Regions from separate parts of the Zea mays genome. Here regions 1, 2 and 4 are each linked to region 3. A link is a contact called in public Hi-C data. All regions are on one chromosome and are shown on one strand. Each heading gives the region's core, a stretch centred on a gene start, on an enhancer-like site or on the middle of the called end of the contact. The rest is flanking DNA. Distances are from core to core; before and after follow the strand shown.

What was found. Hi-C and Micro-C count contacts between places; a contact is called where the count stands out from the background.
Region 1: a contact with region 3 is called in a Hi-C map of leaf, with 6 times the contacts expected there. The contact joins the promoter of LOC103638902 here to the promoter of LOC109942247 in region 3. A contact is called at or near these places in 5 of 25 Hi-C or Micro-C datasets (bundle sheath, ear, leaf and 2 more).
Region 2: a contact with region 3 is called in a Hi-C map of tassel, with 2.0 times the contacts expected there. The contact joins the promoter of LOC100272999 here to the promoter of LOC109942247 in region 3. A contact is called at or near these places in 2 of 25 Hi-C or Micro-C datasets (ear and tassel).
Region 4: a Hi-C map of ear shows a contact between it and region 3, with 2.4 times the contacts expected there. The contact joins the promoter of LOC100282511 here to the promoter of LOC109942247 in region 3. A contact is called at or near these places in 4 of 25 Hi-C or Micro-C datasets (ear, leaf and tassel).

What each region holds. Positions count from the first base shown.
Region 1 is chr9:118,241,730-118,244,810 of Zm-B73-REFERENCE-NAM-5.0, reverse strand. LOC103638902 (protein transport protein sec31) reads right to left here and starts at 1,430. Exons shown (of 5, transcript XM_035962635.1): 1 at 1-1,430. The coding sequence starts at 1,297. The coding sequence ends at 38. It overlaps LOC100192715, which reads right to left. Exons shown (of 5, transcript NM_001358085.1): 5 at 3,011-3,081.
Region 2 is chr9:118,619,775-118,623,008 of Zm-B73-REFERENCE-NAM-5.0, reverse strand. LOC100272999 (Pyruvate kinase) reads left to right here and starts at 1,956. Exons shown (of 12, transcript NM_001147449.1): 1 at 1,956-2,099; 2 at 2,727-2,990; 3 at 3,201-3,234. The coding sequence starts at 2,727. It overlaps LOC109939156, which reads right to left and starts at 1,046. Exons shown (of 1, transcript XM_020544090.3): 1 at 1-1,046. The coding sequence starts at 518.
Region 3 is chr9:118,403,483-118,406,894 of Zm-B73-REFERENCE-NAM-5.0, reverse strand. LOC109942247 (plant intracellular Ras-group-related LRR protein 5-like) reads left to right here and starts at 2,020. Exons shown (of 3, transcript NM_001351093.1): 1 at 2,020-2,638. The coding sequence starts at 2,092.
Region 4 is chr9:118,567,924-118,571,209 of Zm-B73-REFERENCE-NAM-5.0, reverse strand. It overlaps LOC100282511 (ATP binding protein), which reads left to right and starts at 1,511. Exons shown (of 10, transcript NM_001155420.2): 1 at 1,511-1,720; 2 at 1,827-2,083; 3 at 2,165-2,300; 4 at 2,592-2,725; 5 at 2,961-3,066. The coding sequence starts at 1,636.

The DNA.
Region 1 (3,081 bases), core at 181-2,680, 160 kb after region 3:
TCTTTGCCCCAACCTTCACATGTGTCATTCCATAGCCCTAATTTACCTCAACCACAGCTTTTTTGTTCTTGCTGCCTTTGGGCCGCCCTCGCTTCTTTGCCCCAACCTTCACATGTAAGAACTCCACTGGTGTTGCCGCTGTCGGCGCTGGCGATGATGCTGATGCTGGTGCTGCCACTGTTGGGATGACAGGAATGCCAGTGCCAGCATCAACTGCCTTATTGCCTTCCCCTTCCACAATGCCACTTAGGCTTGGTAATGGCAAGTATGGCCCCATTGGATAAAATCCTAGAGCAGCAGGTGCCTGCTGCTGCGGGGAATTGAGTGGTTCAGCGAATGCAGGACCACCAGGGAAACCCATTGGGAAGAACCCCCAGGAGCAGTAATACATGTCTGTGCCTGGCACGATGGGCGGCTGCGTGGACATTGCAGTGGCAACAAACGGCCGGCGGCAGCTAGGGCAAAGCAGCGTTTGCGACTCGTAGGAGTGGTCGTACTGGTGTAAATGGCAGCAGGAGGGACAAGCTGTCCAGAAGACTGGCGCCTGTTGAGCTTCCCCCTCCTGGTTCCGTTCAACCTCAGGCGATTGTTTGGCAGCCCGCGGCGGCCGGCCGCGCTTTGTTGGCGACGTGCCCGAAACGGTCTGCGGAGCAGGCGGCGTCGCCGGCGTTTTGGCAGCCCGCGGCGGCCGCCCGCGCTTTGGTGGCGGCGTGCCTGACACAGTCTGCATTGGCTGCGGAGCAAGTGGCGGCGGCGGAGGAGGCTGTGACTGCAGCTGATTCTGCTTCTCTGGATGGGGATCGATGGGTACACGAGCGGCGGCGGCGGCGGCGGCGGCTGCCGCTGCGTTAGTTGCAGCGGCGGCGGCGTCGAGGTCGGAGTCGAGGGAGGCTTTGCGGAGGGGATCTGACAGGAAGGCCCAAGCGTCGGCGACGAGGCGGGCGGCTTCGGCGAAGGCGAGGGAGCAGGGACGGTCGGGGTGGGAGCGGTTGAGCAAGAGGGAGAGGCGGCGGTAATGGGAATGCACGACGTCGGGGTCGCGGGAGGCCGGGACGGCGGAGTCGAGGCCAAGGACGGCGTAGGGGTCGAGGGGCCCGGACGGGAGGCGCCGACGCTGGGCCGCGAGGAGGGCATCGGCGGCGGCGAGGAGGTCGTCGGCGCCCGGGGTGCGGGGGTCGAAGGAAAGGGCTTGGGCGACGAACTGCTTGCAGCCCTCGAGGTCCCGCGCCATCAGGAGCTTCTCGGCGATGTTCATAAACCGCTCCGCCTCCTGCCGCCGGGCGACGGAAGGATCCATGGGGCTCGCCGCCGGGCACAGGGAGGCTAGAGGATTTGACCGGGGCGAGGGGGATCGGTGGAATTTGTGCGGTTACGCTTTTTGGTGGAGGCAGCGGCCCGGGTAGGACGCGGCACGGCATTTAGGTGCTGGTTGCCTGTATGAGTTATTTTGTTTGCCTTGTTTAGTTCATGGCAGATAATGAGTATCAGATTTTGAAAATACGTTATGCATCCAAATATAGATCATTTTTAGCATCGGATTATGTGCGCTGTGAAATAAAATCCCAGCATCAGGTAGGTGCTGCATTTTCTTGGGTACCGTGCAAACAGCACATTATATAATACGGCTCCGTTTGTTTCGTATTATAATTTTATATATATTCCACTTTCAAATAAATTAAAATTATTTTTTAATACGCAGTAGATCTGCCTGTTTTTATTATTAAGAAGAAAATGAGGTGAAACTCCAAAACACGAGCAACACACTTAACCGACACACACCACCGTATACAGACTTTCACACCACTCCTAAGACAACTCCTCTAGATAAGAAAAAAGAGAGCTTTAGCGCCAGCAAATGCCAGCACATCATCTCCTCCCTTGCTGTCGAGAGGGTGATCTCAACACTTGGGCTACAACCATCAAACACACACCTATTCCTATGTTTCCATATCGACCACGCACCCAAAATTAAAATCATTTAGTATACAATAATTATATATTAATATGTTGTTAGAAAAGATTAATTATTGTTATGACAGTTATAAAATTACAATATTGTTGCCAAAAGGCCCTCAAGGAGAATGCTCAGGACTATGCTGGGTACCATAGGCTGCAGCCCAGATGACCGGTTGGGCCGCCGCTTCAGACCCTCGGCCTAATTTGCCAAAGCTACGAAGCTGAATGTCAACACTCTCACTATTACAACAGTAGAGCGAGCTGGACTTGTAGATGGTCCGATGGATCGAACACTACTCCATCGAGCTGCATTTGTAGATGGTCCCATGGGACGCTGCTCTAAAGCAGTGCTCTGGTTCTACGTGGTGGCATTCTCAAAAAAGAATTATTACTAATTATTAGTCTACGAGGAATAAAACATCATTCTACAAACTAAAGAGCAAACCAAACACGTCGTAAATTTCTCTTGACCATATCTGTAGCTCTAGTCTGCATCCTCCAAAAGGAAGATGATGCGAGCTGCCAGTGGAGCAATCTCCTTCAGCTCAAGTGCTATCTGATGCCCACTTTAGACCCCGTTTGGTTAAAAGGAACTAAAGATTAGTCCCTTTATTTTAGTCTCATTTAGTCACTAAATTGCCAAACGGTAGGACTAAAGTTAAAACTAAAATGTTTCAGTCTCTGGGGTGAATAAAATGGACTAAACCATATAAATTTCACCTTTTGCCCATCCTTCATTTCAGTTACACGGAGAATGCTAAAAGGTATTTTAGTCCTCTTATGATCCCTTTAATGTGTTTTAAATAGTTTTAGTCTCTAGAACTAAACAAGGTAGAGACTAAACTTTAGTCTCCTAACCAGACTTTTGGACTAAAGAAACCAAACACCAGACTTCTGGACTAAATAAACCAAACAGAGCCTCAGGCAAACTTTGCAGGTCAAACAAATCCTCGTTGAGACATAGCAGTCACCTCTCACCACTTAGATACTAGTACCAGCTAGAATGCACGAACGATCAGCAGCGGAACAAAAGAGAGCAAAACAACACAGAATACGATCAAATTCCTGAATTAAACCCAAGTATCCAAGTAAATCCATGATCCATAGTACTAGAGAAATGATATT
Region 2 (3,234 bases), core at 707-3,206, 220 kb before region 3:
TCCGGCTCCGCGCGCACGGTGAGGCAGAGCTCCGCCGCCGACGGGCTGCCCTTCCCGGCCCGCTTCCCGATGGAGATCCAGCCGCTGTGCAGCACGGCGGGCTTGGCCTCGGCGCCCTTGAGGTCGAGCGGGACCGTAGCCTTCCCGAGCAGCCCCCCGGAGCTGACGCCACAGGCACTCCCCTTCCGGCCGGCGTAGACCGACACCTTCAGGCTAGCCTCCCCTGCCCCGCGCCGCGACGAGAAGAGCGAGGGCTTCCCGTCGAACCACTCCAGGTCAGCCTTGGACAGGTGGAACGCGGCGGCGAGGGCCCCGGACGCCGGCGTCTGCTCGCCGCCGTCGGAGACCACGAGCGGCGCCGGGACGCTCTGGACCGGCATCTTCCCGAGCCGGATCTTGCAGTAGCACGCCGACATGGACGGGTGGACGCCCGCGCCGGCCCCGGCGGCGGGCGGCGCCACCGGCATTCTGAGCGCGAGGTTGCCCACCAGCACCCGCACGAACGGGCACGGGTCCATGGCGCTGCTGCTGCTCCTGCCACAGCCCCCGCGCGAAACACGCTCTGACCCGCCGAGGTTGGCGGGCGAAGGATAGGAGGCGATGCGGAATTGCGGAGCGAGCGAGGGGCGACGATGCGTGGTGGACGGAGATAAGAGGGGACGAGTTGGTATATGTGAGGAACGGCGGAGCCCGTGGAGTAGGAGCCAGGCTGGATCCTGGTGTACCGTGGCTGTGGCTATGACTGAGACACCAAACGAACACGCATCGTCGCCCCTGGAAGACGAAGCTTTTGCCGTCCCAGATCCCTAGCCAGTCGTCGCCGCCGGTCTTCACGGCGAGTCCCAGGAGGTCGGCGAAGCGGCGCGCGTGGAGGTTGCGGGGGTGGATGATGGAGCCGCCGGCCTCGAAGCTGTCGCCCGCGAGAGTGACGGTGCCCAGGCGGCCGCCCACCTTCTGACGGCGCTCAAAAACGCGCAGCTGCGCTCCACCGAGGGTGCTGGTGTAGCTGGTGAGGAAGAAGGCGGTGGAGGCGTCGAAGATGCCACCGCCGACGGGGAATCACGGCTGGCGGCCGGTCGGGCGCGACGTGCGCGTGACCCGCGCGCGTTGGGCGGGGAATCGTGGCTGGGTGGGGGCGGGCGGGCGGCGGGATCCTCGGAGGCGGTTGTTTGCCGAGCGGCGGGATCCTCGGCGGCGGGGTAAGTTAGCCGTGCGCGTGCGGGATCCGTGGGAGGCAGGGGAGAGCGGGGGCAGTCTACAGATGACTCTTAATATTTGTAGAGATTTTGGGACGCTCGAAGAAGACGAAGAGAGCATCGGTTTCGCCTGGTCTCCTCGACGCAAACGTCAGGTTACTATGCCCTCCCGCGGTCCCGCCTCGCCATCTCCGCCCTTGCCGCCGGCTCCACATGTCAGTCTCCGTTGGCATCTCCAATCCGCCATCTCGTGGGTCGTGGCATATTCCACTGTCCTCCCGAGGAAAAAAAACAGAGATACAACTCGTCTAGTCCGTATCTGACATGCGGAACCATAAGACCATCGACAGCCACTGACGTATGGACCCAAATAGAACAGTGTCCCACTGGTTCGTGCCAGCTAGCAGAGCCTTCCAAGTTCCAAGCTCCGGCTCTCTCGGGCGTTGGAACCGAGGACTGGAGGCATCGTGTGGACCGCGCCCTGCACACCTTGAGCGTGGGCCTGCCTCCTCCATCTCCCTCTGCGGCGTATAAAGAAGCGACCCACGGCCACCGCCACGGCCTCGCCGGAATATCATACGAAAACCCTCGCGGCGGGGAGAGCGCTTTCCCTCCCACACACTCGCGCCGCAGCATCCGCAGTCCGCACCTGCCTGCCTCCACGACTTGTCGTGCTCGTGCGCTACTCTCCTCGAGTGCGGCGCGGGAGCACGGGGACATCTAATGGCGGCCGCGGCGGAGATCGGTGGTTTCACGGCGGCCGCGCTCAGGCCGCTTGCGCACCCAGCCCCGGCGGCGGCGCCTAGGAGGGCGGTGGCGGCGCAGTCGCTGCGGACGACCGCCACCGAGACGCTGACGGCGGATCTCGCCGCCAGCACGGCCAACGGCGCGGTGCATGCTCAGGTGAGTGGCATCCTTTAGCTCTTCTGCCTTCTCCTTGCACGTTTGATTGCTTGGCGGTATTAGTGTACAGCTCCTTTCCATTTCTGTGTGCGTTGGTGCTTGCCAATTTGGTTCGCAGACGAGATTAGTGTCAGGTTTTGCTTCGGTCAGTTCGGCTTCGGCCTCTCCCCGCGCGCATGTACTGTGTTTGGCAATTGGATTCCAAGCGCTGTAATTCGCAGTTGATGCTCGTAATATCAGTTGTTGCTGCGGGCTCGTTACTGAACAGAGGTTGGTCGTCTGCTCTCGAGCTCCAGACTCAGAGATTTGATGATTGTCATTTCAATGGTGAATAGAACTACAGAAATAGCGTTGCATTTGTAGGTGTTTGCTCATTTCTATAACATTTTGTCTAGATACTCCTTTTAATTGATCTGATTTAGTGCCCGTTCTGGTCATTGAGGTCTAGAGCCTGATGCTATTTCTGCCACCATCTGAAATTTGTAACCAATGTTTAGCTTACTTTATGGGCTTTTAAGTAAAACTCACTTTTGAGTATGAACGATAGGACAGTTAATCACTTCAGTGGTTACTAAATGTGGTGACAAGGTGCTTTATGTGGTGACGATTTTACCATTTCTGATGCAGATGTATAGTGAGGCTAGTAGTGAAATCCCTTCACAGGCAGCTATTGCAAATTCTAGGAGGAAGACAAAGATAGTATGCACCATAGGTCCCTCAACCAACACTCGTGAGATGATTTGGAAGCTTGCAGAGACTGGAATGAATGTAGCACGCCTTAATATGTCCCATGGTGACCACCAGTCACACCAGAAGGTTATCAATTTGGTCAAGGAGTACAATGCACAGAACACTGATGGAAATGTTATTGCCATCATGCTGGACACTAAGGTATATCTCTGCTGACTACTGGCAGACCCAGTGCCCGGGAAAGGGATAAACTGAGGCAAGCCTTTCCCCCGCAAATATGGAGAGCTGCTTCGAACCTGTGACCTGGTGACTCAGTGAGACAGCTCTCACTGCTGCACCAGGCCCCGGTGAATATGTTAAAACAAATGCTATAGCAACTTAAGTTCTTGTGACTGAATTTGATGGATGCAGGGTCCTGAAGTTAGAAGTGGGGATGTTCCAGAGC
Region 3 (3,412 bases), core at 771-3,270:
GAGCCACAACTTTGTATCTTGCGACGCTGTCTGTGATTACGGTGATGGCGATGAGAACATATATCACAACATTGCGCTGACACAAGCCGAACGGGCTTAAAAATGTTGTCGAGACATCGATGGCAGAGAGAGATATATAGAAGGGTAAGATGTAAAAAGAAAAGGACCGGTAGTTTATTGGTTTCATCGATTGCAATTCTGCTTGTGCTCCATCATTGTTTGGTATATCAACATCAAGTTCTCCGCCACATACGGTCCGTCGCTTCTAAAGCCTCTGACCTGTCCTTTATACTTAACCGCCTCATCGTAGCTAAGCCATGCTATTATGGCTTGTTTGGTTCAGTTTTTTCTAATGGGAAAAAAATTTGGCTGTAGGATAGATCTAGGTACCGTGAAGATTACGTGCAAATGAAGATAATTGTACGCATAGAGTTCAAGATATAGAAAGTGACAGATTCATACTATTACATCGACTTGACCGATTATGTGTTTATGTTGGTTTTTGGATGGTTTTTTACTAAATCGATTTTTATAGAAACGAGTTGAAAAGCTAAGCGTTTAACAGTTTAAAATAGCTTTTGTTGGCCAGAAGCTAAAAAAAACCTAAAACAAACAGGACCTTAATTTTTCCACCTAGTCACATGACACTATGTCGGTGTCCTCCTATATGCAATGAGCTTCTTTATTGACACACAATTGAGCATTTGAACAACTCCAATCCATTTCCTACTACATGTATCTAGAGTTCGTGCTAGCTAGCGTGCGTATGTGTGTCTCCGTCTAAGCTCGTATTAGTCCACCTAATTTTTTGAAGTAAAGTCTAACTAATTCGGTACCCAACTACCAAAATGAAACAAGGACTCCTCAACCAGCTCGTCGCCCATCCAGTAGACGGCATGCGGGCTGGACCGAAGCAAAGAGGCTCTAGTTTAGCTGAGAGAGCAAACAACGGCGCATTGGATCCGGTAAAAGCGTGTCTAGGCAGCCGGCCGTTGACGAAGGAAAACATGCATGGGAGAGCTCGGTTTGCTTTTGTTTCTATCGACCGTCCAATGCAACGGCCAGCATTGGCGCCCATCTCGATCGACGAAGTCGGAGGGAGTTGCGTCTTTTCTCGTCCTCGGATAGGGCCATCGGCAGGTTCTTCCATACGCACGGGTGTAGATACGAGCTCTTCGCATCTCTATCTCTTTTGTTTTTTTAATTAGTATTTATATATCGCTTAATAGACATCATTTAATAAATGATGTTGTAAATTTTAGATCCACGGTTGAGCTGGAGTACTTGGTAATCTGGTTTTCTGGAGCCGGAGCGCTCTCGGACAGGCTCATATACTACCATCGGCCGTCCGGTACGCACGAGGTCGCCAGGAATGGGCAGCCTGGGTACGTACGTCCAAAACCGGGGCGGCGGCGGCCTCCCATTCTGTCCGTTGAAAAATTCTTGCTGTACTGTCATCGAGTGGACCGAAGCGAACGAAACAATAATCTAGTCGCAGTGTTAGCAGGCATTACCTGTCGCTCATCACGCGATGCTCTGGGTCCCCCCTCAAATCAAATTTAAACAAGTGCAGCAAATAAAAAAAACACGCAGCAGAGCAGGTCTGGCGAGCAGAAGACGTTCGGCTCTAAATCCAGCTATAATTATATATGAAGTGGCGATAATTGTCAAATCTTTGTGACAGGACTAATAAAGGCAGAAGGGTCACACAAATGGCAGTTGCCCCTGGGGGCTGAGTCACCTCGTTCCAGATCCTACTGGACACGCCCGGTCCTCTGCCAGCTAAGCGCTGGCATCCCGCCGGCTGGAGCCGCCACTTCCCTCTTTCTTTCGCGTTGAGCTCCCTCGCATCCATTCTAATCCCGACCCCGTCCCGTCTCCACTCCAGACATTTGGATTCACAGTCACAATTACGCCCTCCTGTTCCGCACCTTCTTTATACACGCCCACGGCCCACCCGTCTACGCCGAACCATCATTACCAGCCGGCGGCCGCTCCACTCTTTCGCTCTCCATCTCCATCTCCATCTACCTACGCTCTCGCGAGTCGCGACGACATCCTCCGCGGAGCTTGCGCGGGTACGGCACGGAGATGGCCGCGGCCGGGCCGACGACGTCCCCGGCCACGGCGGGCGCCGTGGAGGAGCTCACGCGGCTGTACCGGGAGCTGCCGCCGCGCCCGGCCGTGGAGGAGGTGGAGGCGGCGGCGGCGGTGCTGGCGTCGGCGGCCGCGGAGGAGGAGGCGCGCCTCGCCGAGATCGACAGGGAGGAGGCGCTGGCGCGCGGGGGCGCGCCGCCCGAGCTCCTCGACGTGCTGTGGGAGGCCCGGCGCAGCTCCGTGCGCCTCCGCGCGCTGCAGCAGCGCAAGGAGGCCGCGCACGTCCTCGAGCTCGAGAGGCGGTTCAGGCTCTTCGACGACCTCATCCAGCGGGCGTCGCGTCTTCTGTCCCCCGGCGGTGGTGCCGGGGCCAGGAGCGGCACGGGTGGTGCCGCGGTGGACCACGACGAGGTCGTCGAGGTCGACGCCACCCGGAACACGGAGCTGGACGCCGCGCCAGCCGAGATTGGTCGCGGGAGCAAGGGCGGCTTGGGACTGGAACCCAAGTCCGTCTCGTCGCTGCGTCGTGCTGCTTCGGCAGGTACTACTACTCCTTCCTAATCGGTCTCTCGGTATCTGTATTTCCCCTGCAAATTTAGGTGAGCTTTCGCTCCGCAGGCGCTACGCTATTCCGTTCGATTTCGTTGTCCAAACCTGAGTTGATTAGCTGTTACAAACCAAGTTGATCGTTTGATTGGTGTGGTTTATGTTGACTTGTCCTTGTTTTGTGTTGTCAATTTTTCTTGTCACCCAGATTTATTTCCTCTTACCATATCTTCAGTCCGTAGTTCCATTACACTGACTATTTTTTTAAGGAATACTTTACTAGGACTTGTTAGTTGAATCAATGTAAGGTTTTTTTTTCTACAACTATAGTAACATATTGTTTCGCCCCATGATAATTTGTTTATGATTGACTTTTTCATAGGATGCCATCATAATGGTACCTCAGCTATAGTAATGGCCGCATTTCTTATCAGTACCTGTACTTTACTAGTGCTGGTAATTGGACACGATGATGGGCTGTGCGCTTTGTGATGTTTCTGTGTGTTAACTGTGGACTGTTCCGTTATGGAACATTGCACCAGAATCAAATAGCTAATTTGATTTTACAGGCAAGCACAAATTTCTGAATGCCCCCCCCCCCCCCCCCCCCCCCCCCAAATATATTATTTGCTTATTTGATTGGTTTCAACTGGATGAATCGTTTATTCATTAGCACAGACCCTACGATTGTGATAATTCTGTGTGTAAGTGTGAAGTGTATTAGCTATATGCATTCTGCAATCCAAGTTTTCTGGACATAAATGACTCG
Region 4 (3,286 bases), core at 262-2,761, 160 kb before region 3:
AATCAAAGCTATATAAAATACAGTATGTAACAACCTTCGTCCGTGAGAAAGCTAAAAATTCAAACACCAAGTTTTATGGAGTCCCATATTAATATTGTATTATATATTTAATTAAAAACAAATATATTTAATTTTAGGAGTCGAGATAAGGCTATCTCTAGCAGATATTTTATCCCATTTCTATGGCACCCGCTATTTTAAGCTTTACTCTGCGAATATTGTCAAACAGTGTCGTCTACAGTTTCACATTCGCTATTTTACACTACCTATTAGAGATAGTCGAAGGCTCACACGGTCACACCCACGCTCACACCCCCTTGCGAGCGCGTACGTTTGGTGACCGATGTCCTGCAACGGGGCATAGTCATGTTTAGTTGCATGTTTAGGTGCCAAAAAATCCCATGTATTTTCCGCCACACCTTTGTAAGGTTAGGCAATTAAATTATGTAGACACGTTTAAGGAAATTTTACCACACTTTATGCCACATTGACGAGCGGGGTCTATATAGGAGGAGAAAATTTTCGTCCCAATTGTGGTTACAAAACAAACACACACCTAACTCGATTAAACATATCTAATCTTAGATGTGACAAACTGTGGCAGGCGAGTCAGCGAACCAAACATGTCCTTTCGTTAATAAATACATTAATTGTGAAATTAATTTTTAAATTCAATTACGTGATAACAATATATATTATTGTACTATAAATATTGTAGTATTTTTAAAACTTTAAAACCTAATATAAACAGTCAAATAGTTCATTTGAAAATCAAAAGAGGAGCTAAGGAATGATTGGAGAAAAAGTGAGTGAAGAGTATTTGAGGAGGTATTTAAATATGAATGGAAAGCATGAATTTAAGATTTAAGGTGCGTGGATGGGGTGGGGACGGGAGCCACCCTCCACGTTTTTTATGGGAAACTGTTCATTTCAGTCAGACGAAATGACACACCACCTTAAATTGTACGAAATTTATTTAGAAAAGTAATAGTAATGGCACAAGATTTTTTAGAGGTATTTAGGACGTGTTTGGTGTGGCGCCTAAGCCGCCACATCGTGCCACACTTTTAAGCCACAAGTGTGGCGGCCAACCTTCCACGTTTTTTATGGGAAACCGTTCATTTCAGTCAGACGAAATGACACACCACCTTAAATTGTACGAAATTTATTTAGAAAAGTAATAGTAATGGCACGAGATTTTTTAGAGATATTTAAGGCGTGTTTGGGGCGGCGCCGCCACACCGCGCCACACTTTTAAGCCACAAGTGTGAACACTTGTGGCTTAAAAGTGTGGCATGTGACGGCTTAGGCGCCACACCAAACACACCCTTAGTTTTATTTTTATAAAAACGAAAGAAAGCCGGAGGTGGGGAGGCTTGGTGTTGCGGGCGCACCTACCTACCGGATCCCCACCCGGCAACCCCTGTGTACTGCCGCGCTTCTCTCGGTGCCCTGCCTCGTGCCTCCTACTCCCACCTTCATCAGGAGCTCAGTCTGCGGCTGCTGCTCCATTCCACACTACCCCGCGCTGGACTGGAGTCGAGTTGAGCTCACGCTCTCGCACACTCGCACTCCCATTCCCACTGGCCAGATTGATCTTGCTTCGCTAATCATCCTAGATCTCCATTCCCGCCCATGGGATGCTTCCAGTCGAAGGTGGCGGGGCCCCTGCCGCCCAACGACGCCGCCGCTCTCCCCGCCGACAAGCCTGCAGATCCTGGTAAGCGTCACGCCCCCGCCGCCGCCGCTTAAACCCTAACCCCGCCGAATCCATCTAATCCGCGGCGCGTGCTTGCGTCTGGCTGCTGTGTCCAATCGGATGGCAGAGGCGGCGAATGGCGGCGCCGACGGGGAAGGCGACGGTGACGACAAGGAGGCTGTGAAGCGCGCGGTGCCGGTGTTCAGGGAGTTTGCTCTGGCCGAGCTGCGCGCCGCCACCAAGGGATTCAGCGCCGACCTCATCGTCTCCGAGAGCGGCGAGAAGGCGCCCAACGCCGTCTACCGCGGCCGCCTCGACGGCGGGCGGCTCATCGCCGTCAAGCGCTTCTCGCGCCTCTCCTGGCCTGACCCGCAGCAGTTCCTCGTATGATTTGCGTTGCTTGCTTCGTCTGGTTTCCTCCCAGCTTGGATCTCGCAATGTGATGCAGTGTTGCTGCTGTTGCAGGCGGAGGCGGCGGGCGTTGGGAAGGTGCGGCACAAGCGCCTCGTCAACCTCATTGGCTGCTGCGCCGAGGGTGACGAGAGGCTGCTTGTCGCCGAGTACATGCCCAACGACACCCTGTCCAAGCATCTCTTCCACTGTACGTGCTCTCCACCTGCTAGGGATACTCCAGCATTTTTCTGTTATATACGGGCCTCGCGGGCTGGAGTTGTGTCGTCTACGGCTACGGTGACCGTGGGCGCATCACACCAACCCTGAATCTCAATCTCCTCTGCATTAACACAATGACTTAATGCGCCTTATGTCCTTCACCATTGCTGCATTTGACCTACACAGATCTTGCAAAAGTGTGGTTTGCCCGGACTAGGTGGGTGTGTCCTGTCCACCTTGTCTCCCTTGATTGACTCTGCTCTGCACTGCCTTTTTTCAGGGGATAAGCAGCCGTTACCATGGGAAATGAGGCTGAGGGTTGCATATTTCATTGCGCAAGCTCTCGACCATTGCAATGCTGAGAACAGGAAAATCTATCATGATTTGAATGCTTATAGGGTACTTTTTGATGAGGTACACAACAGGTTTGCTGACACCTCCTAGTTTTTACTACATTTTTTTTCTGCTGGCTTTTCCATTGTAACTACATTTTCTTCTGTGAAAATATTTTTTTTATCTGTAAGGTTTATGTTGGAATATTTTACTGTCATATGAAGTTGCCAATGTGATTTTTCACCTGTTATAATTGATTATCTTAGCTGCCTAAAGAATACCTCACCTGTTGTAATCAATTTCTATTCCCTATCAGGAAGGTGATCCCCGCTTGTCAAGTTTTGGATTAATGAAGAACAGCCGTGATGGGAAAAGTTATAGCACTAACCTGGCTTACACTCCACCAGAGTTTCTACGAACTGGTAAGACCCCCTTGGTGTTTACTGGTTACTATTACATTCTTGATTTGCCAATACCCTTGTTCGCACCCTGGTGTAGATCATTTGAGCTAATTATAAGCCTAATCAGTAAAAGCTAGATGAAGCTATAAGCTTTTGTGAGCTATTATGCCTCGTGAGAGTACAATTTTAAAACTTCTTGTTTCCTGATTGTTGTTGAATACATACTTTAGGTCATGGTAAA